2 separate regions of the Mus musculus genome follow, and region 2 is linked to region 1. Evidence: chromatin contacts called from public Hi-C data. All regions are on one chromosome and are shown on one strand. The core of a region is the stretch at or near the end of the contact, and the rest is flanking DNA. Distances in the headings are between cores, read along the strand shown.

Region 1 (5,253 bases), core at 1,389-3,888:
GAACTTAGTCAGGAGAATGAAAAGGAAGAGTGTGCCGCCAAGCTCTCAGGAGACTCAGAAGGCTCTCTGAGGAGGTGGCGCTTGATGGTTGGGTCCTGGAGAAGGGTGATAGGATCCGTGAGGGAGAAACTGGAACTGAGGTGCGAGGCTCAGCGGGAAGGGCTTGCGTGTGAGCGGTGTGAGAGCGACAGGGATCCGGGAGGAGGCTGTGGAGGATTGGAAGGGAGTGCCTTGGAACACTTGAGCAGGGAGTGTGTTCTCTCTGGCGGCGGGGGATGGGAATGAAGGTGACAGATGGAAGGATCGCAGTGAGTTCTGGTGACAGTGCCCACAGACAGAGTTGGGACAGGGCGGACATGCTGCCTGTAAATGCCACACAGGATAAGTAGCAGTGAAAACAACTCGTAATCTACCCTCCCTGTTCCACGTGACCGAGACAGTACAGGCTCCCAGCCACAGAGCCAACCAGGCTTGCTAGCCTGAGTTCATCATCCTCAAATATCCTCCATCTTACTACCCCAACTCCACCCTGGCTGAAACTGAGTGTCCTCCTCTGAGCCCTTATCACTACCTGCTGTGCTGCTAGTGATTGATACACAGTCTTATCTCTGCTGCTTTCCTTCTTGATTCTAAGCCCAGTGAGGTAAAGTAGATAGGAGGGAGAGAACTGTCTAGGCCAAGGGATGGGTTATGGAGTCTAGACCTGGGTTCAAATCCTGCCGCCGCCGCCATTTAATTTGTTTGTGGACAGCCCGCTGAATTTACAAGGTCTGTTTCCTTACCTGTTAGGTTGTATAGAGAGCCCTGACTAATACACCTGTAAGATGAGGCTGTTGCTTTGAGTAACCCTTACGTACCATACATTTTATCTTAGAGGGGAAGCACACGCAGTAGCTTTGCCCCCTACACACAGCAGGGACAAGACCCGAGGGTGCCGTCCCTTGTGTGTGCATGGGGAGCTCTTTAGAGTGGGTTGGAAAGGGCAGGCAAGGCCATCAGCCTGCAGGGGCCATATGGGAAGAGGGATAGATGGTTCCCTGCACTACCTTAGCCTGACAACAACAGGAAAGGTTGGACCAGCTCTACACTCTGCCCTGTGGTCCTGGGGCCTGTCACTTGGTGCCTGCTATTCTGGGCTCACCTGGGACTTTGTCCCTTGCCGCTTTTCTTTCCCCAGTGGAATACCCACTGCAGCTGCTGCACAGCCCGCCTGCCCCTGTGGTGAAGAGGTCGGGGGTGGCCGCCCACCACCCCCTGCAGGTACTCCTTTGCCTACCTTTGCTGCCTGGGAGCCCCTCCCTTGCGGAGCCAATGTCCCTCTTTGCTCTTGGCTCACTCGCCTTGAGTCCTGTCTGTCCTGTGATGGGGTGGTCCTCCTTGGGTGTTTCTCATTCTCTGTCTTTTTGGGTCGGCAGGAGCCCCCACAACCACTGAACCTCACAGCCAAGCCCAAGGTACCTGAGCTGCCCAACACCTCCAGCTCTCCCAGCCTGAAGATGAACAGTTGTGGGCCTCGCCCCGCCAGCCATGGGGCTCCCACAAGGGACCTGCAATCCAGCCCCCCCAGCCTGCCTCTGGGTAAGCCTTTTCATCTGCTCTCACCTTAGACGACAGTGAGTCGTCTCACCTTAGACAGTTGAGCCAGACGCCACCTTGGGCACGGTCCTTCCCTTTCTCCGTTCTAGTTTGGGGTTTTTAAACAGTTCTAAGGTACTCCCATCACCGAGCTCCACCCCAGCCTCTGCTTTCTTAAAGCCGGGGATGAGGCTTGCTCTGAGGACGCCTCCTTCCATGGCGCCTTTGTTCTCCAGGATCAGATTAGACAGCATGGGGTCAGGCCACTGAGCTGCGCATCTGAGAGAGTTGCCTCATTCCCGACCCTTGGCACCCTGCAGCAGGCAGTCCTCAGGGAGGTGTGGGGATGGGCAGGGAGTGTACTGCCACAAGGAGACCCTTAGGTGTGACGTGGCAGGAAGCATAAATATGTGGGCTGCTCCTGGGACAAAGCCCTCGGGTCCCTGCCCTTCACTTTGTTCCCTCTCCAAACAGGCTTCCTCGGTGAAGGGGACGCCGTCACCAAAGCCATCCAGGATGCCCGGCAGCTGCTGCACAGCCACAGTGGGGCTTTGGAAAACTCCCCCAATACCCCATTCCGGAAGGTATGGGCCAATCTTCCTCTGCCCAGAGGACAGGAAGATGAAGACAGGATGACAGAGGAAGTACTCATGCCCACATTGTCTCTGTCACCTGCAGGACCTCATCAGCCTGGACTCCTCCCCGGCCAAGGAGCGGCTGGAGGAGAGCTGTGTGCATCCCCTGGAGGAAGCCATGCTGAGCTGTGACATGGATGGTGAGAGCTCTGGCGCTGGGCGCCACTTAACTCCACTAGGGCTGTGTCCGTCCCTGATTCCTTCCTCCCTCCTTTCTTGGGTCCTTCCTGGCATGTGTCTCCATTGTTCCCTGGTGTCTCTATCCGTGGGTCGTCTTCTGGTATCTTGTAACAACTCTGTGGAGCCCTGCTTCTCTGGATCTTTGCTGTGCCTGTTCTCTGGCCGTGGTGGGCCTCTGCTTACCGCTGGCCTTCGCTTCCCTCCTCATCCTCTACTTCCTGCCTTGCTAGGCCTGAGCTGACTTCTCTATGAGCCTCATCAGTGCCTCCTGGTGGCCATGCAAGGGATATCTCTGCCAGCCCCAAAGCTGTTGCCTGCCTGACTCTTACCTACCCATCCTCCAGGCTCCCGTCATTTTTCCGAGTCTCGGAACAGCAGCCACATCAAGAGACCCATGAATGCCTTCATGGTGTGGGCCAAGGATGAACGGAGGAAAATTCTCCAGGCCTTCCCAGACATGCATAACTCCAGCATCAGCAAGATCCTTGGTAAGGGCCAGGGCGTGGGTCCTCTGCAGCTCAGGGTGTTGAGCCCAGGGGACATAGCTCAGTAGGACTGGGTCTGTTTGGAGTTTTCATGCCTTATTGAATCCTGGTAGAATCTTACCAGGTGTAGCAGTTGAGATGTTCTTGGCAGCTGGATCCTAGGACCTTGTACCAGCGCAGGGCTCTTTTGGTTGTCCCTCCCCTTGGGATTTTGTGTATTCTTTACCACCTCCAAACACCCGGTGCCTCTTATGGCCTGTGCTTTGGCAGAAAATAGAGACTAGCATTGTGGACCATTGGTATAGAGACTTTGTGTCAGAGGCTGAGGAGCGGGCAGGGCCGACAAGTCTGAATAAGGGTGGTGTTTTCATGGCTGAGTCCCCTCCAGTAACTGCGCGGGTTTCTTGTCTGGAACACCAGGGTTGTTTTCGGCTTTCCCATGTCTACCCTGGCCCATGCTCTACCACTGAGCTACACCCCAGATTCACATCGGATACTTGATGGCTTGGAGTGGCTGCTCTTTCGTGAATGCCTTTGGGGCGGAGACCTCTCAGGGGTGCCGAGTTGTTTGACATGAGAATGGTACAGACTCCCCGTCATTGCCAGCCTCATCTCTTCCTGGCCCAGCATCCAGGGAGCATCCACACTTGGCCAGGCCCTTGATGAGTGCTTATGCCTTATCATTTTTGATCCCAATTGAAGACCAGGGTCCAATCAGGACTTCTAGCTAGGGCTTGGAACCTGGTGGGGTACCACGAGAGTCTGGCCCTTAGTTTTTGCCTGGTATTGGATCAGGTTCTCGCTGGAAGTCCATGACCAACCAGGAGAAACAGCCGTACTACGAGGAGCAGGCCCGTCTGAGCCGGCAGCACCTGGAGAAATACCCTGACTATAAGTACAAGCCAAGGCCTAAGCGTACCTGTGTCGTGGAGGGCCGGCGGCTGCGAGTGGGCGAGTACAAGGCCTTGATGAGGACACGGCGCCAGGGTGCTCGCCAAAGCTACACCATCCCGTGAGCAGGCCCTCCCTGGTGGCCAGAGGCGGCTTGTGGCTGCTGTGAGAGACTGGGGTTGTGTGTGTGTCTGGTCTTTGTGTGAGGCAGGCAGAGCAGCCAGCAAGGATCTGGGAGCAGAGTTGTGTGCCATCTGCCTGTGTGTGACCCCTGATGGATAATGACTGTGTGCGAGACTGGTGACTGGGAGTTGGGTATAAGACCTAAACTGGGGCACCTGCAGCCTGACAAACGCAGGGCAAATTGAGAACACCACAGGTATTCATCCCGTAGGAAGGCCCCTTATTTGACCATGACAGGCACTAGGGTAGAGTTCTGTGGTCAATGACACTAAAACAAAATAATATTCACGTGCCACCGTCCAACATACCCTCGACTCTGAGCTTTCGAGCTATAGCTGGCAGTGAATTTGGCCATCAGGAAGCACACGCAAGGGCCAGAGTATGCCGGTTACCCAGCCTGCAGGGAGGGCTGGAAGGGCTGGGAGGGCACATGGGTACATCTGTAATTGCGAATTTTCTCTGCCTCTCAGCCCGCAGGCTGGCCAGGCACAGGTGAGCTCAGATATCCTGTTCCCTCGGGCAGCGGGCTTGCCCCTGGCACGTCCACTGGTGGAGCACTATGACCCCCAGGGCCTGGACCCCAACATGCCTGTCATCATCAATACCTGCAGTCTCCGGGAGGAAGGGGAGGGCACAGATGACAGGCACTCGGTGGCCGATGGAGAGATGTACCGGTACAGCGAGGACGAGGACTCAGAGGGTGACGAGAAGAGTGATGAGGAGCTGGTGGTACTCACAGACTGATCCCCAGCTCGCTGGGCCCGGCCCGTCACCGCTGGGGGAAAGACCTTGTTCCCATCCGGACAGGCACAGCCAGCCTTCCTGAACTATCTTGGTACTTGGACTTGGGTGTGGCCAGGTGATGGGTGAAACTGCACTTGTAGATACATTCCCAAGATGGGGGTCCTCCTCTTCATCACACCTCTGGGCCCATCGGAGGAGCCAATGGCCTGGCTGGGTGGGAGTCATGTGGCCGTGGTGGACAAAGCTTGCTGAGGGTTTTAGCCCTTGGGGACAATGGCCAGGGACCACTGGATGTACTTCCTCCTGTCTGCCCACCCACTCAAGGGGATGACAGGGACACACCTGCCCCCCTGAGGTCACATGCTTTGTTTCCATTTCTTCTTGGTCCAGACCAGCCATTGTGGGACAACACACCTGCCCTACAAGCTCCCAGGTCACCCCTCTGCCACCTGGGTTACTTTGAACTCTGCAGTCTGGCTGTGCTGTCTTTTGTCTTCCAAGTCCATGTGCCTCTGGCTACTGTGTGTCTGTGCGCGGCCCACACATGTTCATCACGCCAC
Region 2 (5,253 bases), core at 962-3,461, 320 kb before region 1:
ACTCAGAACTTGCCCCTCCATCTCTTCTGCCATCTCTTCTGCAGTTACATCTCCTCCTGTGGGCAGTGAGTGAGAGTATGTTACAATGCATGATTTACTAAAGCGACCACAAGAGAGCACGTGGCATCCACTTTAACCAACCATGGTTACTAGTGCTTTTCGGGTCCCCCACCCACCCCTTTGATCTTTTGACTTAAGGGAAGAAAAGAAAAAAAAATTCTACCCTACCCCAGCTAAAACCAGGCTGGATACCCTGGTTTCATTTTATTGTTTTTTTTTTTAATGTTGGAAAGTTATTAACCTTAACTATTTTAAAGACGATAACCCTGTTTTCTGATTGTTCCTCTGCATTGCTCGCTGCTTCTTTCCTTGAGTTGCTTTGTTTTGTTTTTCTTTGTTTCACCCCGTCCTGCTTTGTTCCTCCCCTCCTCTTCTAACTCCGCCTCTTCAGATGTGACATTAATTCCACCCCCACCACCCCCCCCCACCACCCCCCCCCCGCACCCCACAGGACTAGGAACTCTGTGTACTTAGGGGTGAGGGAGCCTCTGCCCAGGGGATGCTTAGCCAGGGTCTGTCCTGATGGAGCCAGTACTGAACTGTTCACTGATAACAGTCTTTTTGGCTACCAGTGTACTGTTAGCTGGCAACAAAAGTTGTAACTTAGATTGGAAAGAGGAAGTCAGCTCAACGAGTGGTGTCTTACCTCTCAGAAATGACCTTAAATCAAACTCTAGTTCCAGAACCAATTAGCGCACATACAACCCAGCTGTCGGAGGCTAAGGCAGGAGGATTGTGAGTTTACGCCCTCCCCTCCCCACTTCTCATTGTTTCGTCTAGTTTGATTGTCCAGCTAGCCTTTGTATCATACTTTGCATATTCCGTTTTAGGAAACCCTGTCTGTCCAGGCTTAATTGGCACCTGTCCGGTTTTAACGTAGGACTTGCTGCTCCCTCTGGTAGATTATTAGACACTTGCTACTGCCTTCCTGTTTCTGGTCTATTTACCTTCCCAGAACGGGAGGCAGAGGGGAGACAGTCAGCACGGTTTCCAGTGAGGGAATGTCCTCTGTCATCACACATGTTACATACTTGAGTGTCCCATCCATCCCTTCCCACAACCAGCCCTGAGTTGCCAGTGGCCTGTGATCACATGACTGCCCAGGCTTCAATTTGTTTTTGCCTTTTAGCCACCCATAAAAGTTCTGGTAAGAGTTTTGAGTTGAGGGTGGGGTCAAAGTGATACCTGCTGTTTCTTGAGGCCCAAAGGCAGGCCTGAAGACACTAAAAAGTCTTACCCTGCAAAAACCTCTCCTTCTAGTCCTGCCACATTCCTCTACTAATCTCTTCTCTCTCTTAGTTCTGCCCTCCCTTTCTTTTTTTTTTTTCGAGACAGGGTTTCTCTGTGTAGCCCTAGCTGTCCTGGAACTCACTTTGTAGACCAGGCTGGCCTAGAACTCATAAATCCGCCTGCCCCTGCCTCCCGAGTGCTGGGATTAAAGGCGTGCGCCACCACGCCCAGCTCTTGCCCTCCCTTTCTAAGAGTCTTGCTGAATTGTTCATTCACATGTCTCTGGTAGAAAGAGCTGGCTGTCCTGGGGACTTAATGGCAGAGGACAGAGACCAGTGGGCTCAGAGGAACTGGTAAACCACATACCCTGTGCCCCTAAAAGTTTAGATCAAAGAAGAAATAGACCACACCTACTTTCTCCGGCACGCCCCTTCCCTGGAGACCCCAGGAGTTGCGGTTGTGTGTTTAACCCTCTCACCTGCTTTGCCATCCCAGTTTTAAATGACTCCGACTGTGCATCCGGATCTCCCCAAGTTCCCTGAGGCTTCCCTCTGGAAGGAAGTCCCATAGCTCTCTACCCCTAGCCTATGAAAGGGGAGTGGAAAAGTACAGTATTCCCATGGGGAAATGGCACCTTCATCAGACCAGCTAAGCTTCCAAGTGTGCTCCACACTCACCTGCTTTGGGTTCCCTCCCGGTGAACCCCTTTAATCAGCCCCTCAGGAAACATTTCCTGGCTAAGCAGGAAGCAGGTGATGCTTTTCCCATGTCTGCTCCAGCAGCCCTCCTCATCCCCACATACTGCTTACACACCGGATTCTGTGCTCCAGGCCCAGATCACAGTAAGTAATATAGTCACTGTGTGACTGGCTGTCCGGCAGCACATGATCTCTGAGCCAGTGTTGGAGTTGAGCATCTGGCACAACCCCCACCACTCTGTGCCTCACCCTTCCCCCACCCCTAGGCCAGGTGGTCCTCCCCAGTCCCCTGACTCCTTGCTTGGGCCTCCTTCCAGGTGGCTGGTTCCCCTTAGTGTCTAGAAGTCCTGAATCTATGTGGACAACTGTTCTTGCCTCCCCCAAAGGTGGCCCTATTTTCCCACCGGACCCCCCCTTTCTACTTTATCTCCTGTATTTGTTTGCCTATAAGAGGGTTGTTAATCACCCCAACAAGAGAGAGGACAAGCCCGCAAACATACTCCAGACCCTTCAATCCTAATTTTCAAAAATCAACTCTTTTCATAATGCACATATAATTGTTGCAATAAAATATCCAGTTAAAAACAAACAAATAAACAAACAAACAAAAAACTAGAAGCAAGAAGGTTTAAAGCTATAAAGGTCCCTGCCATCCTGTAGAACTCCGAAGAATGTAGAAATGGCAACATCAGGTGGCGGTATTCCTATGTACTAACCTACAGACTTTAATCCTGTCCCTTGGCCGGGGCATCTCTACCAGGGTTAAGGGAGAAGACTGAGTTTCAGCTCACTTAGTCTATCTTGTCTTGCTCAAATATATCAAGTATAGGTTACAGAAAACTTGGGACCACCCAAAGATTTGAGGGAGCTTCCATTCTGCCTGATCTTCTTACCCAGATCCGAACAGAGGCAACCTGACTGGTGAAATTCACCATCAGACGGCCAGTAGAACCACGGAAGGATGGAAAGCAGGCCCTCGCTGCTGTTCCTGAGGTTACATTTCTTATGTATGCTGCAGGGTTGAGCTTACAGTTGAGTGGCAGAGTCTCTTGCCTTCCAAGCCCTGAACACTCCAGTCATTGGGTGGGTCTGTAGCTATAGAGGAGAGAGGCCAGGGAGGGAAAGGCTTAGCCAGAGAAGAGAGAGCTACAGCTCTGATGGTGAGGCTTCTGTAGGCAGTATCTTTGAGGGATCTGTAAAATTATGAGAGGACCCAGGACAGGAAACCCAGCTGGTTTATTTGGCTGTTTGTGTGCGCTGCTACCTCCACGTTCTCGCTTCTTCCCTAGGGATGTATTTTTTGTTTAAACAGCAGAGGAATTAAAGAGACACTCTTACCACCCGGCATCCACTCCTCCTCCCTAACAATTTCTTTCGCATCAATCTTGTTTCTTTTCCAAGGAAGAATGGGTCTGAACCAGACTAGGATTGACCACTTCCCTCAATAGAAGACATCCTAGAGCCACCAGCTTTCCCTGGCCTCCACCCCTCCCCAACACTGCATCCCAGTCTACCAACCCAGATTCAAAGCCACACTTGAGTGACACAGTTCGGACATGTAGAATTAGCAAAGCAAAGCAGCAAACAACGAAAACACCCAAGGAGCTTATGCTTAGGATTAAGCAAAAGCTGCCCCCAGGATTCATCGCAGTCAGTCTTCCCTAGACCCCTGAGCCACCAAGTCCCTTCTTCTATGCAGTAGAAAGGAGGCTGACCAGGCAACATATTTGCCCATTTACTCAGGAACACTGCAAAGTGTCTCCGTCATTCTTTTCAACTGTCCCAGCAGAAAAGCCACTCATTTGAAGCCAGCCTCCTGGATCAGGTTCCTCTCCTGGTAACTCTGTATCTTCACACTAGGTCATGTTCCTCTTCACAATATGCAGGTGGCTGGGCAAAGCAGCATGAAGGTACACTTTGGGTCTGAGCAACGTTGCTGTGGATTGGGCGTGGGTGTGCAGTTGAAGGATGAACACCAGGCCTTCCTCAGTAGACAGGGAAAGGCTTCTTTTCATACCTGGGTTTTATCTGCATCTTCTAGGGAAAGGAGAGGCAGCCCTCCCTTCTGTGGGGGAGGGGACACAGCAGAGGCGGTGGGATGGAAAGGGATATGCATGGCTTCTGAATTACAGTTAGGGACTTTTAATTTCCCTGCATGCTGTGGAATGAAGATTGGCTTGTCTGCCTGTGCACAGTATCCATGGTCACTTGTCACTCAGTGTTTATCATGTGCAGTTTTCATGAACTTTGGCTGTTGAGGGGTTGAAACAGATAACAGAGCTGCTGTGTGTAATTTTCTCATCCCACATGCACAAGAAGAGGCCAGCCTCAATACAGAAAGTCACCTGTGTGAATTGCCTTTTAAGTTCTTCCATTAATGTCACCTTGTTCCAACATGCTGTCCTCTATCCAGAAGAACTAACCAATCAGTCCCTTGGTTTGTTTCATTTTAAGAGTGGATTCTTTTGGAATGCTGTTTGCTTTGTGCTACTTTTTGGAATGTAACCTTTGAGACATCCTCACCGACTGCCATCAGTCACTCCACGCCCTGTGCTTGAGATCCGAGGCGTGTGATGGTTTGGGTTGTTGAGCCATCATGTTTTATAGTTGGGGGCGGGAGTTGTTTCTCTTCTCAAACCACTAATTTTTTTTGTTGTTGTTCTCCATGCCAATTCTCACCTCTCTTCTCTTCTCATCCTCTTTCTCATTCTCCTGGTTATAGATCAGAGTCGTCAAACTGTTCCATAATAACCATGAAGTTGCTCATAAACCCAAGAATCGTAGCTCCATCCACACCTTCATGACCCAACCTGAATACCCCGCAGATGATGAATTGTCACAATCCTTCCTGGATATCCAAGAGGGCAATCCTGAATTGGTTTCTAAGGCGGGGACGAGTGTGCTCCTGTTGGATGGTGAAGCTGCTTCGCACGACAACATAAATAACAACGCCGTGGACTGCCACCAAGTGCAAATCGTTGCCTCCCATTCTGACAGCCCTCTGCCAAGCCTGGAGACACCGGTCTGAACTTCCATTCTCTGAGTCCCGCCCCTGCTCTCCCTGTTCCTCTTCTTCTGTCCCATCTGTATGTGACGGTGGGACTTGTCATTGTTGTGTCAGCTGCTCCTAAGTATGTGAGAACCCCCACCCGACCATGAAGAAGCAGGAGCACAGACCTACCTGGATTCAGTCAAACCCTGGGCAGGTAACGGTAGATCCACTCCTCAGGTGTACTCGCTGTCATTTTAAAGAGATGGTGGCAAA

What was found. Hi-C and Micro-C count contacts between places; a contact is called where the count stands out from the background.
Region 2: a Hi-C map of embryonic stem cells shows a contact between it and region 1, with 4 times the contacts expected there. The contact joins two enhancer-like sites. A contact is called at or near these places in 3 of 39 promoter capture datasets (embryonic stem cells, pre-B cells and stem cell-derived epiblast-like cells), 2 of 15 datasets of contacts at CTCF or cohesin (large pre-B cells and pro-B cells), 57 of 484 Hi-C or Micro-C datasets (the 63-12 cell line, the AML12 cell line, B cells and 24 more), 3 of 115 datasets of contacts at active chromatin or transcription factors (all in embryonic stem cells) and 1 of 9 other capture datasets (embryonic stem cells).

The regions. Positions count from the first base shown.
Region 1 is chr1:133,383,091-133,388,343 of GRCm38.p6, reverse strand. It overlaps Sox13 (SRY (sex determining region Y)-box 13), which reads left to right. Exons shown (of 14, transcript NM_011439.2): 8 at 1,178-1,260; 9 at 1,416-1,578; 10 at 2,050-2,159; 11 at 2,254-2,350; 12 at 2,735-2,878; 13 at 3,671-3,887; 14 at 4,420-5,253. The coding sequence ends at 4,693. Among named protein-coding and RNA genes, the nearest start is that of Etnk2, 22 kb to the right of the region's middle. Within about 2 kb of position 2,638, at least 63 of the 459 cell types and tissues checked have an H3K27ac peak or open chromatin away from gene starts, as enhancers often do. A contact at or near this core is called in embryonic stem cells, where this site is marked.
Region 2 is chr1:133,706,454-133,711,706 of GRCm38.p6, reverse strand. Atp2b4 (ATPase, Ca++ transporting, plasma membrane 4) reads left to right here. Exons shown (of 20, transcript NM_213616.4): 20 at 4,711-5,253. The coding sequence ends at 5,016. Among named protein-coding and RNA genes, the nearest start is that of Mir6903, 18 kb to the left of the region's middle. Within about 2 kb of position 2,211, at least 12 of the 459 cell types and tissues checked have an H3K27ac peak or open chromatin away from gene starts, as enhancers often do. A contact at or near this core is called in embryonic stem cells, where this site is marked.